3 separate regions of the Rattus norvegicus genome follow, and all the other regions are linked to region 3. A link is a contact called in public Hi-C data. All regions are on one chromosome and are shown on one strand. The core of a region is the stretch at or near the end of the contact, and the rest is flanking DNA. Distances in the headings are between cores, read along the strand shown. Region 1 holds the start of Zfand5 (zinc finger AN1-type containing 5). Region 2 overlaps LOC102551351 (a long non-coding RNA gene). Region 3 overlaps Tmc1 (transmembrane channel-like 1).

The links. A called contact is a pair of places that touch in the nucleus more often than the background predicts.
Region 1: a Hi-C map of the A7r5 cell line shows a contact between it and region 3, with 3 times the contacts expected there. The contact joins the promoter of Zfand5 here to the enhancer-like site in region 3. A contact is called at or near these places in 3 of 12 Hi-C or Micro-C datasets (the A7r5 cell line, Schwann cells and mammary epithelial cells).
Region 2: a contact with region 3 is called in a Hi-C map of the A7r5 cell line, with 5 times the contacts expected there. The contact joins two enhancer-like sites. A contact is called at or near these places in 3 of 12 Hi-C or Micro-C datasets (the A7r5 cell line, the Rat2 cell line and Schwann cells).

What each region holds. Positions count from the first base shown.
Region 1 is chr1:228,190,461-228,194,729 of GRCr8, forward strand. It overlaps Zfand5 (zinc finger AN1-type containing 5), which reads left to right and starts at 2,305. Exons shown (of 6, transcript NM_001401398.2): 1 at 2,305-2,759.
Region 2 is chr1:228,095,669-228,100,141 of GRCr8, forward strand. All of the region lies in intron 1 of LOC102551351 (a long non-coding RNA gene), which reads right to left. Among named protein-coding and RNA genes, the nearest start is that of Zfand5, 95 kb to the right of the region's middle. Within about 2 kb of position 1,538, at least 5 of the 93 cell types and tissues checked have an H3K27ac peak or open chromatin away from gene starts, as enhancers often do. A contact at or near this core is called in the A7r5 cell line, where this site is marked.
Region 3 is chr1:227,772,699-227,777,099 of GRCr8, forward strand. It overlaps Tmc1 (transmembrane channel-like 1), which reads right to left. Exons shown (of 21, transcript NM_001415991.1): 9 at 3,670-3,768. Among named protein-coding and RNA genes, the nearest start is that of Tmc1, 98 kb to the right of the region's middle. Within about 2 kb of position 2,088, at least 3 of the 93 cell types and tissues checked have an H3K27ac peak or open chromatin away from gene starts, as enhancers often do. A contact at or near this core is called in the A7r5 cell line, where this site is marked.

The sequences.
Region 1 (4,269 bases), core at 1,055-3,554, 420 kb after region 3:
ATCCCGGCACAAGAATTAAATTTCTTAGGAACTCCTTTATTTAATAATACAGACTTCAGGCCATCCTATAGATCAAAAACTGAGAAAATGATCGAGGGAACTATGTCTAGACGAGGCCTACTTACTAATTACTTATGTTTTTTGCTTTCTTTTCTAGGCAGCTTTGGCTAGCCCGGAACTTGTTCTGTAGACCAGGCTGGCCTTGAACTCAAGAGATCCATCTGCCTCTGCCGCTGCCTCTGCCTCCTTAGTGCTGGGATCAAAGGTGCGCGTGCCACCGTTAGACTTAGAGCATTTGTTTTTTGTTTGTTTTCCCCTAAATATTGACTTGGGGTTATTGGCCCTATTTAGCCTCCCAGTCTCTTTCTCTTAATCTCTGTGATGTTCCATTTCTTAACATACTCCGCTTGTACCCTTATGAAGTAGAAGCAGGCAGGTCTCTGAGTTCAAGGCCAGCATGGTCTAAAGAGCAAGTTCTGATTGAGTCAGGACCACTCAACGAGATTGTCTTAAAAACAGACAAACCTCTCTCTTTAATTGGCTTATCAGAACAGGTGGTTGAACTCCTAGTGGAGACTGCTGGAGCTGAGATTTCTCTTTCTTTCTTAAAACTCAAGTTACACTGCACACAATTTTATCTGACTCTTCATTTATGTGTCAATATTACCATGTGAACACCACAAATGCAAAAATACATGTAGACAATATACTGATTTTAAATTACTCAGTTTGATATTACTTGTCAATTTTAAGTTACAATATTAACAAGTTTTGGTTTTTTAGCATTAAAGCAATCCTTAATCCAAAATGTCTCAATGTAAATCAAATAGAAGACTCTTGCTTTTGCAGGAATGAAGTCTAACCTGATCCATTACTGATCAGGCTTTTGGCAGATGTGTATGTTAGCATCAACAGCCTGACTTTAAAATGACTTTGTTGTTTACGTTGAACAAGATAAAATATAAAACTCAGTTTTCAAATGGAAGAATAAGGAGAGACAGACAATAAGTTATGTTCTTTTTTTAATTCTCTAAAGTTATTTTTATCCTCATAAGTATGGTTTCCATTAGCCTCTAGTGCTCCAGGCAAGAGCATCCTTCATCACGACTACCTCACCCCGACAAATGGACAGGACATTTTTCTCAGTAAACTGCTGTGGAAAATAAGGGGACCCTAAATGAAAAATAGATGACACTGAAAATGGTTGGTAAATTGTAGCAGTTATTTTTATTATTTACTAGTTTACAGAAATAAATCCCAAAGATCCTAGGACCAATGACTCGAACTAAGTTTCAAATACATTACTTGGTCATAGCAATGTAATCCCGAAATAGGTTTTAAAAATACATTATGTACCAGGTAACCCACTTGCTGTGCAGAAAGCTGTTAGATTTGGAGCATCAGGGCAGCACCCCTCCCCCACACTACCCCCACAATATCACAAATACAAAATCTAGACATAAGGTTCCTGTGGCCCAGTCAAGGTCAACTCTAAGGTACCTAGGAGAAGGGCCTAGGGTTCTTAAATAAATACCGGAAGTGAAGGAACCTAAGTGCATAATTGCCGCTAAGGTAGCCCTTATGTATTAAGGTCGGCAGAGACATTTTGTGCCCAGAACCCGCGGGGAGGCCAGCAGGGAGCTTCTTCTGTTCGTGCTCTGGGCAGGTACCCAGCACCTTGCCCTTGCCTGGGGTCCGGCTTGTTTGTCCCCAGGCTCCATCACATCAGGATTGTCCCGGTTCTCCAGCTTCACTGGAATAGTAAATTTCCAAGGGTTTCTATAGGTTGGCCTAACAGTTCAGAACGGCGGCGCGGGGCTGGAGCTAGGGCTGGTGGGCGGTCCTAGCTCAGAGCCAGCAGCGCAGCGCGACCTTGGGCGGCGGCAGGCGGAGCTGCGGCGACACCCGGAACCCTGCCAGCCTCCTCCGGGCCGCACCTTCCCGTCCCGCGGGGAGGGGACCCCAGCGGAGCTGGGGACGAAGCGTGAGAACTGGGTTGGCGGGGGAGGCTGAGGGCGGACAATAGGGTTAAAAATAGAAGCGCTGCCTCCTTGGACCCGCCGCAGCAGCTCCACCCAGGCCCCGGCGGGCCGGAGGGTGACTAGGCTACGGTGACCGCAGCCTCCGGGCTCGCCCCGCCCCCAAGCGCGGCCCCGCCCCCAGCTGGTGCCTGCAGGCCAGGGGCGGGGCCTTGCCCCGCGACGTCATCGCGCTGCAGGCGTGCCGACCGGGTTTTCGCTGACGCACAGGCCCCGCCTCCGCCGCCCTTTCCCTCAGATCCCGAACGCTGGTCAGAGCTAGAGCGTCAGTCGTCCGGATCGTGGAGCTGTGTGCATCTCGTCGTCAGTCGTCCGCTCGCCGCCCGAAGTCGCGCAGCTTCCCTGGCGAACGCGGAAGCCCGAAGAGCGCCGTCCTCGGGCCCTGTCGGCGCTCAGGCCCCTTCGCGCGCCTCCTCGCTCGGCCGGGACGTTGCTGTGGAGGCGTGAGGCGCCGGCGGTCGAGCACCTGGAGCGACGGTAGCCCGCGGCCTGCGGTTCTTCTCCTCCCCCGCCGCCCTCCCACCCGAGCTGCGGCGGGGCTCGGCCGCCTCGGTGCTTCTGCACGAACAAAGGAGGCCCCCGCGGCGCCGGCGCAGCTCCATCTGCGGTCCGATCCACCCGGGCCCGCGGCGGCCGCTAGCCAGCCCTTCCCGGAGGCCTCAGCCCGGCCCACCGCCCGGCGTCGCGCGCCAGCTCGCTAGTGCATCCGGGCCCCGCAGGGTAAGTGGCGCGAGCCGGGACGGCGCGGGGGCGGGAGCACGCCCGATCAGCGAGCACAAAGACCGGCCCGACTCGGCCAGCCGGCCGGCCGGGACAATGCCCGGCGTGCTGCGGCGCAAGGCGCGAGTCGGCCGGCCGGCCGGCTGGCCGACCAGACAATGGCTGAGGCGGCTGCTGCCGCGCCCGGCTCCCTGCACAGCCGAGTTGTTCCGGCGAGGGACTGCCGAGTGCATGACTCAGTGGTTTTTGGAGCAGGCCCTACCCGGCTTCCCGGAGCGCGGCCTGCGCTGCGAGGGGGATGGGGGACCTCTGGATCCCGAACTCGGTCGAAATCGCTGGAACCGGGACTTACGGCTCTTCTCCCGGAGGGATATTTAGCTTTTCCAAGGCGGTTAAGCTTCTCCCTCAAAATCCTTTCCGTGGAAGCAAGTCGAGCGCCTCTCCCTTTGTTTCCTACGTGAACATTTGTGAACTTGACATTTTGCTTGCTTTCCATGCACTCGGTGTAGTTGTATTTTGAAAGAAGGTAGAAGTTATCTGTCGATTGAAGCTGCCTAAGAATATTACCTGAGATAATTAGAAGAAAATAATATATAGGTCAAAGCCTCCATTCTTAAAATAGATGTTTAGTAATCAAGGGAATAGTAAGATGAAAATGAATTTTATCTTCTCATTTTTATTTTTTTGAAGTTGAGATTTTCATCCCTCAACTGCTGAAAATCTTTTCACTTTTACCTTTTAAGTTTGTTTTTAAAGTGCCCCGTCCCAAATGAGGGATTTCTTTTAGTTGTCCCAATTTTTTTTGTTTTTTTTTTTTTTTTTTTTTTGTTACCTGGGACTGCTATTAAGTATGGAAAGGAGCTTTTAAAGAAAAAAAAAAAAAAACTATTCGGCAGAGGTGACAGAGACCTGGAGACTAAGGACTTGCCCAAGGTCAGGCTTAGTGGGGCACATTAGAGCTTAGAATTCGGGTCTGACCTCGAGGTTAGGAAGTGATTTTTAACCACATTTTTAACCGTCATGTGCATCTGAAACAGCTATGAAATACTTTAAAAGAAAAACTCATTCATTTCAGATTTTGAGTTGGGAAGTTGTCTTTTTTAGTCTAGTAATGTTTGTTTTAAGCTATGAGCTAAGAAAAACCGTGAACTTTACGTAAAGAAAACAAACATTCTAGCTGTGCCTAAAGGGTTTATGGATGGATACTAAGTTTCTAACAACTTGTCCCCGTCCCCCCACCCCCGAATATAAGGGAAATACAGTATATCTAAACTTAACAAACACCCTATAGTTGTCATGAAATGTAAGGAGTGTTTGTGAGACCCTGTGCTTTCTCCACTGTGCCTACACTCTCCCTCCTTCCACTTTTAATAACCACATTTTACTTTATGATTTATTCCGCTTGGGTATTGTGGATTGAAGGTGAGACTGTTCTCTGATCCTGCATTAGGAAAACCTGGAGGCCTTAATTGCATTTTGTTTTGTTATGTGACATATATGAATGCTGCAT
Region 2 (4,473 bases), core at 288-2,787, 320 kb after region 3:
AGCCAGCTACCCCTCCTACCTCTTAGGGATACTGGGGTGTGTGGTCCAGTTTGACTCCTTTAATATTTGTTACCCAGATGTTTCCTTCCTTCTAGAGGTTCTGAGCACACCCAAGGCCCAGGAAAAGGAGGTAACGTGTTTCTCAAAGCTTCATTCCCACTGTTTCAAATGCTCCACAAATGACAGAGGAAGCAAGACTGTGGCACCAGTCCCTCCCTAACATTCACTTTGATGTTTCATTCGTTCATCTGAACACTTTGGTAAGGATTAAGAGGGGGCTCATAGAAAAATAATACCTGGGTGAGTGAGTCATGTTTATTATTTTGATGGGAAAATAACATAATAACAATGAAGAATGTAAAACAGAAACTGGGGAGCACATTGGATGCAGGCCTGGAGGATTCTTGGATAGTGAGAGTTCACAATTTTGCCTACAATTAAGCTTGATATAAGAAAGGAAGCAGTGAAGAAAGAAAGATAACATTGACAGTTTAGACAGGTAAGGTAGAAGTCTGTGCAGGTGGGCAGAGATTGAATGTTCAAACTGGGACCACATGAATAAAAAATTTTATAATAAGTGTACATTTAAATAAGGACTAATATGGCTGGTGTGATGACTGAGTGGGGGCAAGTTTCTGATGACCTGAATTCAGTGCCTAGATTAGCACAGCAGAAGATGAGAACAGACTCATGCCATTTGTCCTCTGACCACCATAGGCATGCTGTGCTGTTGTTTTTAAATATATACATACATATGAAAATAAATAAATAAATAAATAAATAAATAAATAAATAAATAAATAAATTTTAAAAAGTACTGACATACGTAGTTGTGGTGCCTAACTTCTGTAATTGTGGCACAATAGAAGCTAAGGTAAAAAGATCCTGAATTTGAGGCCAGCATAGAACACATGAGATGACCCTGTCTCAAGACTAAATAAGTAGTAGAGGCTGGGGAGATGGGTCAGTAAGTGAAATGCTGGCTGCATGAGCATGCAGAACTGAGCTCGGATCCCTGGTGACAGCATCTATAACCCTAGCATCGAAGGGGATAGAGGCAAGTCTATGTGAATTAGTAGGTTTCTGGATTGGTGAGAGACCCTGTCTTAAAAATGAAGGCGGAGAGGGAGAGTCTCTGAGAAAGACACAGAAGGCCAGCTTTTGCCTCCAGACACACACACACACACACACACACACACACACACACACACACAAACACCACACGCAAACTATGTGTTTATATAATAAACACACAAAAGAAACGATGAGGATGGATAGGAAGCAAAAGAGACGAGAAAGGGAAGTGATAGTACTCTACTTGATCCACAGAGAATCAGTTTGGTTTTAGTTAGTTCTAAAAAATGTCTGGCCATGCTGCTGTTTCTGCATACAGCCCCTTCGAGCTAATCTACCTGCTCAGCAGGGCTGTGCCATCTGGGGACACATTTGTAATCCAGACACAATTCACACACTTCTCAGAACTTACCACAGGGAGGGGGTGTCGCATTCTTCAACTTTTCAAAGCTAAAATTAAATTTCCTCCGCCTGCCTTTGTGAATTCCTTCTTAGTCATTCCCCTATCCCTCCCTGCCTCAGTTTCAGAGAGGAAATAGTCAAATCAACAAAGAGTCCAGTTGTTTTCTCTGTGTGGGAGAAAGAGATTATAGTAACTCTTAGAAGAAAGCGCATTTTAGAATTCACTCAGGGCAGAACTTACTCGGCAATGCATGTGCATGCTCCACCCTGGCACCTAGACCTTCACAACAGGTTCACAGATAGTCCACAGAGCTTGGGGGGATGATAGAAAAGGGGAGGAATAGAAAGGGAAAGAACTGAGGAAGGTAGAGAGGAGGAGACAGAAGGGGAGGGGAGGGAAGGCATTTCAGCCTATGTGGGGCTCATTTCCAAGTTAGCACAAGCTATCCTACCCATTTCGTCAACACAGTCTTCAACAAGAGATATGGCATTGTACAAGTTAGTATTAGAGAGGAATAGTGTCTTCAAATTGCTCATCCAGTACTAAAAAGTTATCGTTTCATTACAGAGGTAGGGGTGGGATGTCAAAATGGGTTACCCATGTGAACCGTATTTGTCTCTCCTGACAAAAACAGAGAAGGAACTATTACTGTGTCCTGATATTTGTAATGAAGCTGGTGATGGTGCACAGGGACCTTTTGAAGCATCGCTGGGAACCTCTCACAGGCTTTAACTTCAACAGTAAATCTGCAAAACAATGTTACCAGAAACATTATTTTTCTCCATAAGCTCTGGAATGTACCAATTGGAAAGTGTAGATTAATCTGTCCACTGAGTCTTTTAGAAAACACATCCCTTTTTTTTAGTATAGAATAGTTCATTTAGGGCTATGGAGGGGAGAAGAGAGGAGGGGGCCAGAGAGAGGGAGGAAGGGCGGGGCAGAAACCTGTGGAAGAAGAGAGGAGAGGGTGAAGAGGAGAGAAGACGAAGGGGGTTAGAGAGAAAAGAGGAAGAGAGGCAGGGGAGTCAGAGAGCTAGAAAACACATTCTTTATGTCCCCTTTATGTCCCCAGCCTGCACTTCCAACTTTGTACAGAAAACTCAGGGCATCATACATCTTCATCTTAGGCATGTACGTGGCTTAGCTACATCCCTCCATCACTTTGTAAGTCCTCGTTTGGAGGGTTCTAGAACAGGAAGAACTTCAACCCCATCTTGGAGAAGCTGATCAGAAAGAGGGAATTGTGAGTCATTTTAGCAGGAAGCAAGTGTGTTCCTCAGAAAAAAGGGAAGTCATCATTTGAGAGCATGTAAGATAATCATTGTAAAAGTACATTTTTGGTTTTGCTCTTTTGTCTGGTTAGTTGGTTCTGGGTTTGGGGGTTTGTTGTTGTTTGTTTAAGACAGGGTTTCACTATATAGTTCTAGCTGTTCTGGATCTTATAATGTAGACCAGGCTGACCTCAAACTCAGACATCTCCCAACATCTGAATTAAAGATCCAACCAGCTACCCAGGAATATCTGTTTTAGAGACACATTTTAGTTTAGAATTTTATTTTTTTGTTTTGTATCTGTGTATCTCCATTTCTTTAAGACTCTTTAAGCAGTAAGACGGTTTTGTTTTGTTTTTTGTTTTTGTTTTTTTGTTTAATTCTGAAAGCCCTTGAAGAAACTAGGGCCATACACAGAAATTACCTGTATGTTTACTGCAAGTTTCATATGCCCGTGGGCTTAAACAAGAAATGCCTCTTCAGCTGCACTCCCTCCGGTCTGATCTTATCCAATGCTAGGCCAGCAGCCTAGAGGGATAATTCAGGGCGAGTCCTAAGCCTCCGTGGCCCATCTTACTATAACTGACGTCTAACATCTATACCTTCCAAAGAAAGAAACCAAGAAAATCTCCATTACTCAATATGTAATAACTTTACCAGACAGGAGTCAAACAAAGATATAGCAAGTCTCCTTTCTCCATAGCTAATACTTTAGTTGGGAATCACTGGGAAGAGGCCAGTGGATTTGATTACATGACAAAGGCTGTAATCTCAGCACTTGGGACTCATGGATAAGAGAATCAAAGGTTGAGGCCTGCCTGGGCTACATAGTAAAGCATTGTCTCAAAAACAAAATGTTACATGGGTTGTGTTAGGTTTTTCAAGAAAGTACTAGTTGGAGCCATTTTTAAATGTTATTCTGTCATAAAAATATCTAAGGCAGGATGGAGGCTCTATTTTAGTGGTTGAGTACCTACTCCGCATAGACAAGGCCCCAGATTTAATTCCCAGCACCACAAAGAAGATGAGAAGAGAGGAGGAAGAGAAATGTGTGTGTGTGTGTGTGTGTGTGTGTGTGTGTGTGTGTACATATACACATGTGAGATATATAATCTATGTAAGTTGTTAAAAGAGAAAATGAGTAAAAGGAATGATGCCAAAACGATCCATGCCACACACATGGCAACATGTGAAGGTCTCACTGTATAAGAAATCTAAGAAATAAGAAAGAAAAACACAAAATGGAGACATGTATCCTTGTGAAACGGCCAGCCAGCATCTGTGTGTATCCAATGAAGACGAGTGGTAGTGGACAATAAGTTCCCATTTTCCACTCCAGGAGCCGACGTGGCCAAAGCAACACTATTTGTAGTTTAAACAGGAAAGAAGGCAGTAGAAATAGTCATCTATGCAGAAAATGTTCTGTTCCAATAGAACCTTTGAAAAGAGCCGTTTAAAAGGCCAAGTACTGAGACATGGCTCTAGAAGATCACGTGGAAGAGAAGGAAGGTTTGCAGCTAGACAGATGTCAGGTCTGAAGACTGTAGAGGGCAGGATTCCACAAAGCCCCTATCAGGAGCTCTTTTAGTCAGACGCCATGTCTTTGTTGTATCACTATGTTTGTTAATCTTTAATATCAACTTGGCTGAATTTAATATCGTCAAAGACACACCTCTAGATACATCTGTGAGGGTATTTCCACAGAAGTTCAACTGAGTAGAGAAG
Region 3 (4,401 bases), core at 838-3,337:
TTAAATATTCGAGGTCCATGATAGGTTAATGAGCTTGATCTAATCATTTTATTCTATATTAAAACACTGAAACATTTCTTTGTACTCCATGGTCTAAGCAAATATGCTGTTAATATGTAATAAGAAAATGTGAATTAAAATTATTTTAAAATGCTATTATAATTTCAATAGAGAATACTAGAATCAAAATGTGTAAGAATGTCAATTGTTAAGTATTAATCCTTATGTCCTACTGTGGAAACATTTAATGTTCAACCACTCTGGACACCAGTAGCTTGCTAAAATGGTAGGCACACACTTACTCAGTAACTCTTCTCTGACTTAACTACACAAAGAAACAAAAACATGTGTCCACAAAGAACATTCCAGTAAATACTCACAGTAGCAGTATCAGAATAACCAAAACATAGCAGAAACTCATCATTCACCCGCAAATAGATAAACAAAGAAAATTAAAGGCATGCAATGAAGTGTTTCTGTACAATAAATTATGATGTATGCTTAGCATAAGTAAACCTAAAACATAATAAATGAAAAATACCAGACCAGATATATAACATGCCATATGACTGCAGTTATTCCGACAAAAAATTTTGGAAAACACAAAATCATAGGAAAAAAATAGATCCAATATTTGTATGAGATTGGGAGGTGAAGACTGAACTGCAAACAGGCACAAAAGACCTCCATGGGAGGTGTTAGAAGTGTTTTAAGGATGATTTATGATTACTGTCGCACAGATCTACTTTAAGTTATCAAGTCACATGCTTACACCAGGTAAATTTAATGGTCTATAAATCATACCACAATTAAAGCTGAAAATTTTAAGGTCTCAAGGTGAGATGATGTTTTTTAAATCTTAAAAAAAAAAAACTTTATTCTATGAAACACAGTCCTTCTCCAGTAGAATTAATCACATATGGCGGCTTGAACAAAAATGACCCCCATAGTCTCTTATGTTTAAATGCTTGATCCTCAGATGGTGGAGCTGTTCAGGAAGGATTAGAAGGTGCAGCTTTCTTGCAGCTTTCAATGAGAATGGGCTTTGAGGTTCCAAAAGACATTATTTCTGCTTCCTCCTCATGGATCAAGATGTGTAATCTTAGCTGCTTCTCCAGCTTCCTGTTTTCCTGCCTTCACTGCATCATCATAACTATAGCCCTCCGGAATCACAAGGCCAATTAAATTCTTTTATATGTTACTTAATTCAGTGCCACTGCAATAGAAAAAAGTAAGCACTACACCTGAACAGGACTCCTCAGTCCCCTCTTCTTGTTGTTATTCTTGTTACCGTTCTGCTAATATGGTTTACAGCCCATCATATTGCCTATCTGTTGCAAATTGGTTCTAATGCTTTGATTCAATCAGGAATCTGCATGACCAGTTGCTAAAGGTCCTTGTCCCCAGTCAGTTTTTGATCAATCAATAAGGATGCCTATGGCTAATGGCTGAGCACAGGGAGGGATTACTTAAGAGTTGTGCAAGTAGGACGCAGAGGAAACAGAGCAATTCTCCATGACCTGGAGAAGAAGAATGGAATGCAGCAGTGGTAAAGCAAACCAGCCATGTGATATTTTGGGTATGTGGCCACAGGTCACTTTACTGATTGGGCCTGAGATAGCAGCGGAAGGTTTAGGAGAGCCCAATGATAATTCCTGGGCAGGTACACAAGTGCCACAGTCAAAGCAGTGTCACCACCCAGGAACTGTCTTTAGATTCACAAATAAAACACACACTCACATGTGCGCGTGCGCACACACACACACACACACACACACACACACACACACACACACACACACACAGGCTTATTTTTAAATGCCTTGGCTTCTTCAAAAGGCTGGGCATTCCCAAACCTTCCCCGGCTACCTCAGGCCCAGTCAGGGAAGTGGCCAGTGGCCGCTTACCTGAAATCTCCCATGGCTGATTGGCTTTATCTCCTGTCACTACTGCATCCCCTTCTTCTTCCCCTAGTCATGGCAAATCTATCTTACTTCTATTTTAAAAAGTACAATAGACCAAGAGCCACATTGCATTCATTTTTGTGAGGCCAGTGCATGCTGCTTATATTTAATGAGTCAATGTTGACTTTAATGACATAGCCAACTAGGGTGATTTAAGACTCAAAAATGAAAAACTTACTACTGATTCTGTGCTTCATGCTTCCTCAATAGCTTGCTGTATCTTCTTAGAGACTAGAATTCTGTCATAAAAATTCTGTCTTCTGGTACTGATCACATAAATTTATTTCTGTGGTTTTCATCACATCAATCTAAAAAAATCTTTCCCTTACTCAGGATTGCTATTCGGTGAGACTCATAAGACTAGATGTCATCTGATTCATCTATTTGAAAAAAAAACTAGAAACAGTCAAACTTCGAAGACAGAAAGCAGGGTTCACGAGAGCCATCTACCAGTTTAATGAAGACCATATTAGGAACTGAAAAGAATACAGAGCAGTCATTTTCTCATCTTAAGAAGCTTAAATTTTAGAAACCAAAATATCTGTAAATGCACACATATTGACTATAAAGAGGCAATCTGAGGGGTCTTTATCTTTATCACATCAAATATGCAAAATTTAATTCTCATTTGAAGTTCTCCAGAAAATTGATTAAATTATCAATATCCTAAACTCTGCCCATCTCTGATCTTGTTAGTATTTTAAAAAGAAATTATAGAATTACATCATCACAGGCTTGAATCATACCCCAAAATGATTTTTCAATAGGCAACAATAAGTTTGTGCCACAATAATTAAACGTTCTAACTCACTTATTGTTGCTGTGATAAAATATTGATCAAAACCAACTTGGGGAGAACTGACAGGTTATAGTTCATCCTCATGGGATTCCAGGACAGAACACAAGGCAGGAACCTGAAGGCAGGAACTAAAAAGCAGTAGAAATTTATGAAGAAACGCTGACCACGCTGGCTTGCTTTACCTGGCTTGCTACCTTTCATAAATAGTGCAAGCCCACCTACCAAGACCACATCATGCACAGTAGGCTGGGCTTTCCCACGTAAGTCATAAATGAAGAAAATGCCCTAAAGACGTGCTCATAGGCTAATCTGATAGAAGCAGTTCCTTAGTTCAGGTTCCCTCTTTAAGTTGACAAGGACAGCAAACTATGGTGTTGAGTAAGACTACTGTTAGTGCTATAGTAAAATACTATTTATTTTAATATTATAGTGAATTAGTGCTTTTTTCAGTATTTTGTAGAATTTGATATTTCTCAGTACATAAGTGTTTCTTTTTAATTTAGTAGTGACTATTAAGTATTCGTGTATTCTTGTGTAGGCTGGCGAAGGAGTTAATATGGAGTCTACCAAAAATCCCATAAGATTTTTTCAAAGAGCACATTTGAAAATAATTCCCTTGTTCTTTATTCAAGGGAAGAAGAAAATTTGACGTGAATCTTTAGGATCTGAGCTCATCTTTCGTCCATATTCAATATTCCTATTTAATCATATTTATCATGTGTGTAAACCTTATTCATACACAGAGACACACTTTGACACATACAGTCTTTTATAAACAGGAGGTAGGGATATCTCTTAAGACCCTAACCCTAACCCTAACCCTATGTAAAGGAGCATAGAGTTTCTGGGTAACAACAACAACAAAAAAAAAGCTGGTCTCTACAGACTCTATGTGGAGAAACTTACGTTGAAGTCGTACAGCACACCAAAGTTTGCTGCAGATGCCTCTTCAGCTCTTGGGACTGTTTTCCTAGGTAAGCTGCCATATGGTAAACCCCAGAGGTACTAGAAAAAGCAAAAAGAGCAGTTAAAGCAAATCTGAGCCCCACATGTGATCACAAACGGTTTTATTTAAAAAACACGTTGGAAAGTTTTTCATTCAGACTCTTTGGGTCTCCATGTGGGGTCTCATTTTCTGGGAATTCACTAAGTCCAGAATTAAGAACAAAGGATATAAAGACCCTACACTCTGAATTCACTGAATGAAGAGCAAAGCGGGCCAACCACAGTCCCCAGAAGGCTTGCTAAGAAGCCCCGTGTTCACTCCTACCACGATAGTAACAATATTTAGTTGAAAAGTACCAAAGTGTTCCTCCAAATGGTACTACCCACGGTTTCATAAGAGAGATTCCCCTTAAGAGAGGATATTGAAAGAGGGTTCATGAAAAGAACTGAAGCCTCAGGAAAACCAGCCATGTAATTAATCAGAAGATATCCACTGGGTGCAAACACTCACATCCTGAGTACAGAGGTATCTGTGCCATCTCCAGGTCAGGGTTTCTGCCCTGAATCTGTGCTATGGGCTAAGGAGAGAACAGTACCAAGAGCAGTAAACTAAGAATAGGGCAAGAATAGTGTCAAAGGAAGGACCCAGAAGGCCTCCTCCAGCCCCCATAGCTTGGCAACCATAAGCTGCTT